Regions from separate parts of the Zea mays genome. Here region 2 is linked to region 1. Evidence: chromatin contacts called from public Hi-C data. All regions are on one chromosome and are shown on one strand. The core of a region is the stretch at or near the end of the contact, and the rest is flanking DNA. Distances in the headings are between cores, read along the strand shown. Region 1 holds the start of LOC606487. Region 2 holds the start of LOC100285536.

Region 1 (4,689 bases), core at 1,277-3,776:
CCGAAAAATTCTGAAACCGTTTTCATCTTTAATTGGGCCATTGTTTTGCACTGTAGATGATAGATATGCTTGCCCATTGCAGCGCAACGTGATTTATCTATTATTCTATATCCATCCATAGGATCATTCATGATAACAGGAAATCACTGTCACCACTCACCACGGCCTGGTGCAGTGGTGAGCTGGTTGATTCAATTCAAGAGTCACACGCGAACAGAAACGAACTCACAACAAGTATCCATGGTTAAGTATCGCCTCCGGCTCGGATAGAAACAAACATACTACTAGTTCACAATCGCCCACAAACGACAAAGCCAGAACTGATAACGACAACATTTACAGCCATACGTGCTGGCCCTTATTGACGGCGACGACTGATCTCCTTTAGGCAGACGCAGACGCAGGCGCAGGCGCGGCATGCTTCTCGATCTGGGCCAGGAGCTCGTCCTTCCTGGCACCCACGATGGTCGCGACCGTCTTGCCGTTCTTGACGAAGTGGAAGGTCGGCATCGCCTCGACCTCGTAGGCCGCGGTGACTTCCTGTTGGGAGAGAGGAGGAAACAGCGTCATCAGTACACTGTAACGGAAAGGGGGAACCCGGTGAATCGCTCGCTAGCTGTCGGGACACCGTGCTCACCTTCACTTCGTCCACGTCCACCTTCAGGAAGACGACCTGAGTGAACTTCTTGGCGTGTTCGACGAACAGTGGGGCGATGGCGCGGCATGGACCGCACCAGGCGGCAGTGAAGTCGATGACCACCTGAAAGGTTGCGCAAGTTTGACAGAGCTCCATGTTAGAGGCGGTAGAGTTGCTACTCTGCCGGAAAGAAAACGACGGTATTATACTGGAGTGCAGTCCTAGGTCCGACCGTCCGAATGCAACGCCGATCAACTGTGCGCCCTCGGAAGACAACGACAAGGACAAGAACTCGTGGTTGAATCAGAGCATACGGAGTGCAGTCCTAGGCTCTGTTTGCTTCCTATTAGTTCTAGACTGAAAATTAGTTCTAGATTAAATTTTAGTCCCTATCTATTTGGTTCTAAGGACTAATAAACATGTTCAGAACACTGTAGAAAGACTGAAATACCCTTTATGCTTAGGATATCAAGAAGAGAGAGTACTAAATGAAGGGTAGAGATATGAATAAATCTGCTTCAATCTCTTTTAGCTATCCTTTAAACGACTTAACACTAAAATCAATTAGAGAGTGTTTGGTTTGAGGGATCATTCCCTCCAAAATAAGGTAGTTCATCATGAGTTCATTCTTCAAATTTGGTGAGATGACATCATTTCTTATATTAGTACTAACTAAATATGAGGATTAAGATAGTGATGGATCAACTTATTCCATTATACAAACCAAAAAAAATGTGTGGAGTGTGAAGATGATGGACTAGCTCATTCTTCAAACTAAACACCCCACTAATATCTACTTTAGTTCTTCTATTTAGCAAAAAAAAAGGTTAAAGGTTAGTTTGTGAACCCATTTTTCCAAAGGTTCTCATTTTTCAAAAGAAAATTATTCAAAAGAAAATTAGTTCATTTTCCTTTAAAAAAATAGAAATCCTTTGAAAAAATAAAGTTCCAAAGCTACCCCTAAACGACAACTAAAGATTAGTCCTCAAACAAAAAGACCTAAAATCAGTTACTCTACAGTACACAGGAGAAGGTACAGGAGAAGGTACGGAGGTGGTCTGTAGCCCTTGAATCCTTCCCAATTTCAACTTGACTTCCTAGCAAATCTCAACTGCAGCTGTTGAATTCTTTCCCCAATTCCAAATTACTCCCCTTAGAGTGTACGAAATTTCAATATGACATCATGAGCACTTAACAGAGGTCTAAACGTCAAACTCTTCCCATGTTTTAAATGACTTTCTATGACAGCTTAAGTTTATCTATGCATCTACTACTTCGTAGATTTAGTGGAAATACAGATCTCCAAATAGAGCAACTGCCAGCTCAAATTACTCACACAAATGTTGCCGCAAAGCTCATACGGGTTTCCGGTTCAGCATAGAGATCAGCAGTAGGGCAAACTAATTTAAATCACACCTATAATTACTAAGTAACCACGAAAAGCATGTGCAATAAATTCGTTGCATGCACATATCAATACTCCACCCATAATAAATCTGTGTGCACAACCGTGGACATCAAATCGTCTCAGGCTACATCAATCAACATAATCCCTGGACGGAGACGGACTGTACGGACCCGCTAAAATCCCTAAAATCCTGCCCACTACACGCGCCGCACCCTAATCACCCCCGAACACAAGCATCCCAGATGCGATTCAGAGCAAATTTGAACAGGGGGGCGACCGCATAATAAGGAAACCAAAGACGAATCGATTTGAACCGCGGAATCCCCTAAACAGCTTTCCAAACAAAATCACGGGAATGGGGATCGAGGAAGACGAGGCACGGGGACGCGTACCAGCTTGCCGGCTTCCTGGGCCTTGGTCATGTGGGCGTCGAACTCAGCCTTGCTGTGGCACGCGATCACGACTCCCTGCTCGGACGCCATTGATCTCTTCTTCCTCGGTGTCGGTGAGATCGAGAGCTTCTGTTCGTTGTGATTGCAAGGTACCTTTGGTGGCCTCATCCGGTGCGCGTGCACGCGACATTTATAGGCGCAGCGACTGGGTTGAGAAATGACCGGAAAGCCCTGGCGGCCCACGTTGCGGTTACGGGCCGCGTACGCGGGGTTACGTACGTCACCGCGCTCGTGGGCGGCTGCCGTGTTATTTTCTCGAATTCTCGAAGGTTCCCCACTTGTGCTTGTCGACGGCCCGCAAAATATAAACTTGACCGGTCAGCGTATTTGAAACTTGACCGTTAATACATTTATTATTTATCTATTTTAATTATATTTTAAAATGTGTATGGCTACGTTAATATAAACTTGACCGTTTATATTGATACGGTTATTTAAATCTGAACGAGTAGCTACCACGGGCGTGTTATCTTTTTAAAATGTTTTAAAATGCATTTTAAAAACCGTATGGATATTTTTAGCAAATGTGTAGAATTTTTTAATGGAAACTTATTCTAGTTGGTAGTTCTCTTGTGGCATATTATAAGACGTTTTAACATTTTTTGTAGTATAATATATATATATATATATATATATATATATATATATATATATATATATATATAGAAAAATAATAAATCTAGAAAAAATAAAATACCTTATAATTTAAAACAATGGAAAATACAATCCATGTCGTTTGGGTTTGAGGTTGCAACTACTAACTACATTAGTTGCAATAATAGTCATAATTAGGTTTTATTTAGTTTAGCTATAGATTAATAAAAAACTAATTCTAACTGTTATCTATGAGAAAGTTGTTATGAGGTAGGGTAGAAGGCGATTATCAATTGAACTAAAAATTATAATTTTTTAAAAAAATATTCTGTTTTTGTCATCGCTTAATTGAGATTCTAGATTTTAGTATTAAATTTGGTTTAGAAACGTGAACCAAATACATTCTTAATTTGTTGGATTGCATGTGTTATTTTACGCTCTTGTAGTCGTACCTGCATGACAAGGTATGAGGGAAATCACTACATGTTTGGTTCAGCTTTTTTTTGACAAGTTTTTCTAAAAATTTAGCTGTAGGAAGAATCTGACTGTATAGAGAATCTGAGTATCATTAAGATTACATGCGGATGAAAATAAAGGTGTACATAGGGCTCAGAATCTAGAAAGTGACGGATTTCTACTATTTCAACGACTCAACCGTATATGTGTTTATGTTGATTTTTGAATAATTTTTACTCAAACGAATTTTATAAAAACTGTCTGAGAAGCTAAGTGTTTGGCTGTCCGCAGCTTTTGGTGGCCAAAAAGCTAAAAAAACTGAAAAAACAGGGGCGTATGTAAATGCATAGCCATAAAACCTAGGACATGACACAAGATTGAGCCTGGCCCATGAGACAATTTGGTTATCTGGAAGCTTACTTATTTGTGTTGCAAATGGCCCGGTAGAGTTTGCATGGTGGGAAACGAAACTAGACGCTGATGCCAGCTAGGCCCGTATCTACGTTTTCGTAGTCCCGGTGAAAAAAAAATATATAGCCCTATACTAGAAAAAATAAAAATAGCTAATAAAAGTATGGTTTCACCATATAAATATATGTTTTCATGTAATAATTAAAATAATCGAACTGCAATTAGCATTCATGCTAGAAACGTAAAAGGAATTTTTCTTACTAATATCAATATGGCTTGATCTTGATGCCGTGACCTGCTAACCTTAATACCATTCAAAAAATAAAATAAATAAAATGGAACGAGAACACATGACGGAGCTGTCACTACCGGAATTTAGATCTTTGTCAAGTACTAAATATTTTGTCGAGTGTTTTTTTTTACTCGGCAAAAAATCTCTTTGCTGAGTGCCACGTAAAAAACCTCCGGTAAAAGAAAACGCTTGACGAAGAAGTTCTTTGCCGAGTGTTTTATTTTTGAACTCGGCAAAGAGCTTCTTTGCCTAGTGTTATTTTAACACTCGGCAAAGAAGCTCTTTGTCAAGTGCTTTTTTCAACACTAGTTAAAGACAATTTTAAAATCATATTTTAAAGTAGTAAATTAATTCAAATGAAAAAAAATTCAGCTACAAATTTGTATAACTCATCATGATGTACAATTTATATTTTCAACATTTCTTCATATAACAAAAT
Region 2 (4,686 bases), core at 1,759-4,258, 180 kb after region 1:
ATAGAAAACATATATTTTGTGCTTTATTAAAACAAAATTTATCATATATATATATATATATATATATATATATATATATATATATATATATATATATATATATATATATATATATATATATATATATATATAGTACAATGCACAGACATATGACTAGTAAATATTAAAGCATCAATTTTTTCGATTTCACGTTTTCTACTACCCTCGTTGTGCCCCCCATATTTAAATAGTAACAAAAATCTAAAATCATATATACAATAGGAATTCGAACCATATTGTTGGCTCTAAATGACTAAATCCACATTTACACACACTAGCCAAGAACATACATGTTTGTGTTAAGCATAAATAAAAATAGTAACAGCGTAGTATATGTATAAGTGTGTGTTTGTATTGTTATTTAACAATGATATTTGGAACGTTAGTATTAGGTCCTCATGAAAGATACATAATTTAAATCTAATTTTATTTTGATGTGGAACTGGAACATCAAGTTAATACTAGTACAATGTCCATACATTGCTACGGAATTAACAAAACTTGGTACAAATCATGCATGTGGAGTAAAAAAATTATACTATTGTTAACAAAAAAATGATAGTATTTTTCCTTTATAATATGCAAATATTCTTCTTGAGTCTGATAAAATACATTTTCCTTTATAATGTGAAAATATGAACCATACTCTATTAGTGTTGAAGATGACGCTAGGACTCAGCCAGTCAGACTTCAAGGTGCTATTTAAATTTGATAAGAAGAATTCATAACTCATGATGAACTTTTAATTTATGTGTGAGTCACTGTGATGGACATGTTGTAGTGTCTTGGGCATATGATGGACTGTAAACGTTTAATATGTGAACTCTGAATTATGATTCTATGAACCGAGATGTTGAGTTGCTACTTGCTATGAACTTGTCATGTTTTAGGAACTAATAAATTGTATGTGTACTTAGTGTTTCTTAGGGTATTTAATTATGGTTCACTCGTTGTGTATAGTTGGACTTCGATGTTGGTTGTGTGTTTATGTATTGAAGCGTCGGGGGTCAGAGCCCCTAGGCTTTGTTTGACTACTATAGTATACATCACAATCTATATGTATTGGGGTAGATTAAGGTGTAAATTAAACTAATTTATACCTTAATCCTCCTCAATATATGTGGATTGAGATGTATACTAGAGTATTCAAACAAAACTTTAGTGGTTTTTATGTTCTCGTCGAGTTTGGGGGCACATGTAGATTCTACCCATAGCGAAGTTTAGGTTGGATGTGGGTTTTATCTTTGGTTTTCAGGGTGGGTCCGCAGATGCCACACTCGCCCCAGACTCACCTTGTTGCCACCCATGCCCATGCCTAAACCAGTATAATCTATGTCTCATGTGTTATCCTTCTAATCTACTATGTGTGATGCATCTTGTCGATGTTTCGAACTAGCACCAACGAGTAAATTTGTATATGCGTGTTTTGGTCCGGATGGTGTACTCAGTGGCGCAAGATTTATACTGGTTTGGTCTGAATGTCCATACTTCCAGCCTTCGGTGGCTTGCGCTATCGGGACCTGATTGCTCGTAGTAGATGTTACAAGTGGGTGAGTGAGGGATTTGAACCATATTATTGGCTCTAAATTACTAAATTCACATTCACACACTAGTCAACAGAACATACACGTCTTTGTGTTTTATACTTAAGCATGTGTGTCTCAATAAGGGAGAGAGAGAGAGAGAGTGAGTGAGTGAGTGAGAGAGAGAGCCTAGAGGAGCGATCACCGCGGCTGTCGTCAAAGAGGCCCGGCTCGTGGGCGCCCTTCCTCTTTTCAGCGACAGGTCGTGGAACTCCTTCGCCGTCGTTGATCACTAGTCGTTAGCGGGGGCGTTATGTAGGCGTTGTGGGGGCTCCGGGTTGCGGGGCGTCATCATGATTGGTGATGGATGAGAGGATGGTCCATAAAATAGAGATATTTGGATGCGATTGAGGAAAGAGGGTGGAGGTAAAAGAAGCGATCCAAAGCGGTGATTTTATTGGAGGGAGATTGTTGTGGTTAATTTGTTGCGTGGGCTTAGTGACATTTTAAGTGATGGATTATATAGGAGTAGAGATGATAAGGGAGCCGATAAAATAGTGGTATATAAGAGATACAAATGCAAAAATTCAACGAGATTAAATAGAATTGAATAGAAAAAATACTCCATAATATTAAATTAATATACTAAATTGAAGACCACTAAAATTAATTTTAGAATACATAAATTTAATATAAATCATTTTTATAAATATATTTTTCACAAGAAAACCTAAACATATTCCACAATCTAAAGTACATAGTAGCAACAAATCTTAAAATTTTCGTGCCATAATACCATCCCCGCATGTTTAGATGGAAGCCTATAAGGCAAATGTCTGACAAACAAATCATCTCAGATTCTCAGTCCCGGGCATAGGAAATCCAACGCGTGGCGTTGGTGCCTGGACTAGACTTTTTTGAGTCATCATTCAAATAGGCCTCTAAGACCGTCTTCGGTAGAGCCTGAAAAATAGGAAAAGTAAAAATGTAGATAATATTGTTTAACAATATTTACAGATAAAAGTTTTAAATTAAAATTATGATAAATGTGATACAATCTGATGGAGATAGACTAATGGCCATGCAGACAGGCACTCGTGTCCATGTTCTCCGCTGCCCTATCCCTATCCGTCGTTCACTCGTCCCGCCCGATCAGTCCACCTCCACTTCCAGATCCGTTCCGAACCATCCAGAAGCAGGAGGCGAAGCTCCCCGTTGCTTACCCACCTAACCAGCGGACACGATGCACTCCTTAGTTCATCGAACGGCCGATCTCGTCCTCACCCATTCGCGGCAGTTTCACCGCCGCTCATTCACCGCGCGCCAGCCGTCATCAGACATCAGCTGCCCAGCTTTTACTGCTCCCATCAAAGCCGTGCATGCGAAAAGCGCGCGGCGAAGGAAAAGGAGGCGGTAAAAAAAGCAACTTCACGCGAGGGAGCCGCGACCGCGAGCGCCTCCGCATTTCGAACCAAAGGGGGCAGAACTGAGAGATCGAGAGAAATAATAAAAAAAAATCCGTCTTCTTGTGGTCTTCTCCAAACCCTAGCGCCCCCGGCCCCGGTCTCCGCCCCCCCGCCTTCGCCGTCGCGGTCGCGCCCCATGGCGGGGAAGTCGCGACCGCCCAAGCGGATCCTCGAGTCCTATACCATCAAGGGTTCGGACAGAGTCATCAAGCGTGAGTGCCCCTTTCCCCCGTCTGATCCGGAATTTACGGAGGGCCTTTTTTGGGGGATTTTTTGTTGGCGTTGGCGGGTGGCGTATCTGGGGACATGTGTCGGGGGTCTCGGTTTCCGGGCCCTGGGGTTCGGGGTGTCTTACTTTGGGGGTAGATTGATTTCGTCAGGAATGGTTGCAATAATCGGGCGCTGGTCTGTTGTTTTGGCCATCTATGCCTTTACTGCGGTTGAAATTTGACCGCTTTGTTGTTCACTGCTGCCAACTCCGTGGCTGTTTGGGGTTTGAATTCAATTAGCAATGTAACGGCGTAATCTTCGAGGGGGGTTAGCATGGCAGTGGTTACTGCAGTACTATGCTGTGCTCTGGTCACTTGAAAGTTGAAACTTTTTTTCCCTACAAAGCTATCGTTAACATGAACTCAGCTTGTTGGAATGTTCAGTCTTGTACTAGGTATTAGTGGACGTGTGTACATCGCATTGGCATCTGTGTATGAACGAGCTCGATTTATACAAAATAGAGCTATAATAAAATAAAAGTGCAATAAGCTATTTTACGATTGATGTGCTCTTTGATTAGATTGTCTACAGTTCGTTAGTATGTTTGCTCTGTTATTGCGTTACAGCTTCAAATTTGGTACATGAATAGTATTTTTTTGGATAGAAGAGCTCAATCAAGGTTCTGTAATACAGTGCTCGTTTCCTCACAATGTCGTCGGCCAAATTTTGGTATGAGGTCTTCAAAAGTATATTGGTCCTTTACTTTTTCTTGCAAAAAAAAACAATTATCATAATAGAAGAACTTGAATACCTTTGTCAAACAAATACACTTATAATCTGACCTTTTCAAACTAAAATACACCTTATAGAAGTGAAGAATGGGGTATTTTTGTTTATATAAGGCTTTCTCATTGCTTTGACGAAGCAGCGTAAAGTGCCTTCCGGATTCAATTGATTCTTTAAATTGTTTCTTACAGCTGGCGATTGCGTGCTAATGAGGGCATCTGATGCTTCAAAGCCACCTTATGTGGCAAGAGTTGAGGCAATTGAAGCAGCAGGATCTCGAGGCACCAATGTGAGAGTACGAGTGCGGTGGTATTATCGACCAGAGGAGTCCATAGGTGGTCGGCGGCCATTTCATGGTTCCAAGGAGGTTTTCCTCTCTGACCACTATGATGTACAAAGTGCTGACACCATTGAGGGGAAATGCAATGTCCACAGCTTCCGTAGCTATACAAAGCTTGATTCTGTCAATGCTGAGGATTTCTTCTGCCGCTTCGAGTATAAATCAGCTACTGGCAGCTTTGTACCAGATCGTATAGCAGTGTAAGAACACAGCAAGACTTGCAATTTCATTATTTTGGATTTGCATTCATGTTGCATTTACAATTTGTAGCAAGTTCATCTAGTCTGATTCTTTAACTTGTGCAATGTGTTAATCTCCTGCT

Evidence for each region. Hi-C and Micro-C count contacts between places; a contact is called where the count stands out from the background.
Region 2: a Hi-C map of leaf shows a contact between it and region 1, with 7 times the contacts expected there. The contact joins the promoter of LOC100285536 here to the promoter of LOC606487 in region 1. A contact is called at or near these places in 3 of 25 Hi-C or Micro-C datasets (ear, endosperm and leaf).

Annotation. Positions count from the first base shown.
Region 1 is chr7:13,499,405-13,504,093 of Zm-B73-REFERENCE-NAM-5.0, forward strand. It overlaps LOC606487, which reads right to left and starts at 2,527. Exons shown (of 3, transcript NM_001112341.1): 1 at 2,438-2,527; 2 at 638-760; 3 at 222-540. The coding sequence starts at 2,527. The coding sequence ends at 385.
Region 2 is chr7:13,675,336-13,680,021 of Zm-B73-REFERENCE-NAM-5.0, forward strand. It overlaps LOC100285536, which reads left to right and starts at 3,009. Exons shown (of 5, transcript NM_001158427.2): 1 at 3,009-3,240; 2 at 4,216-4,564. The coding sequence starts at 3,165.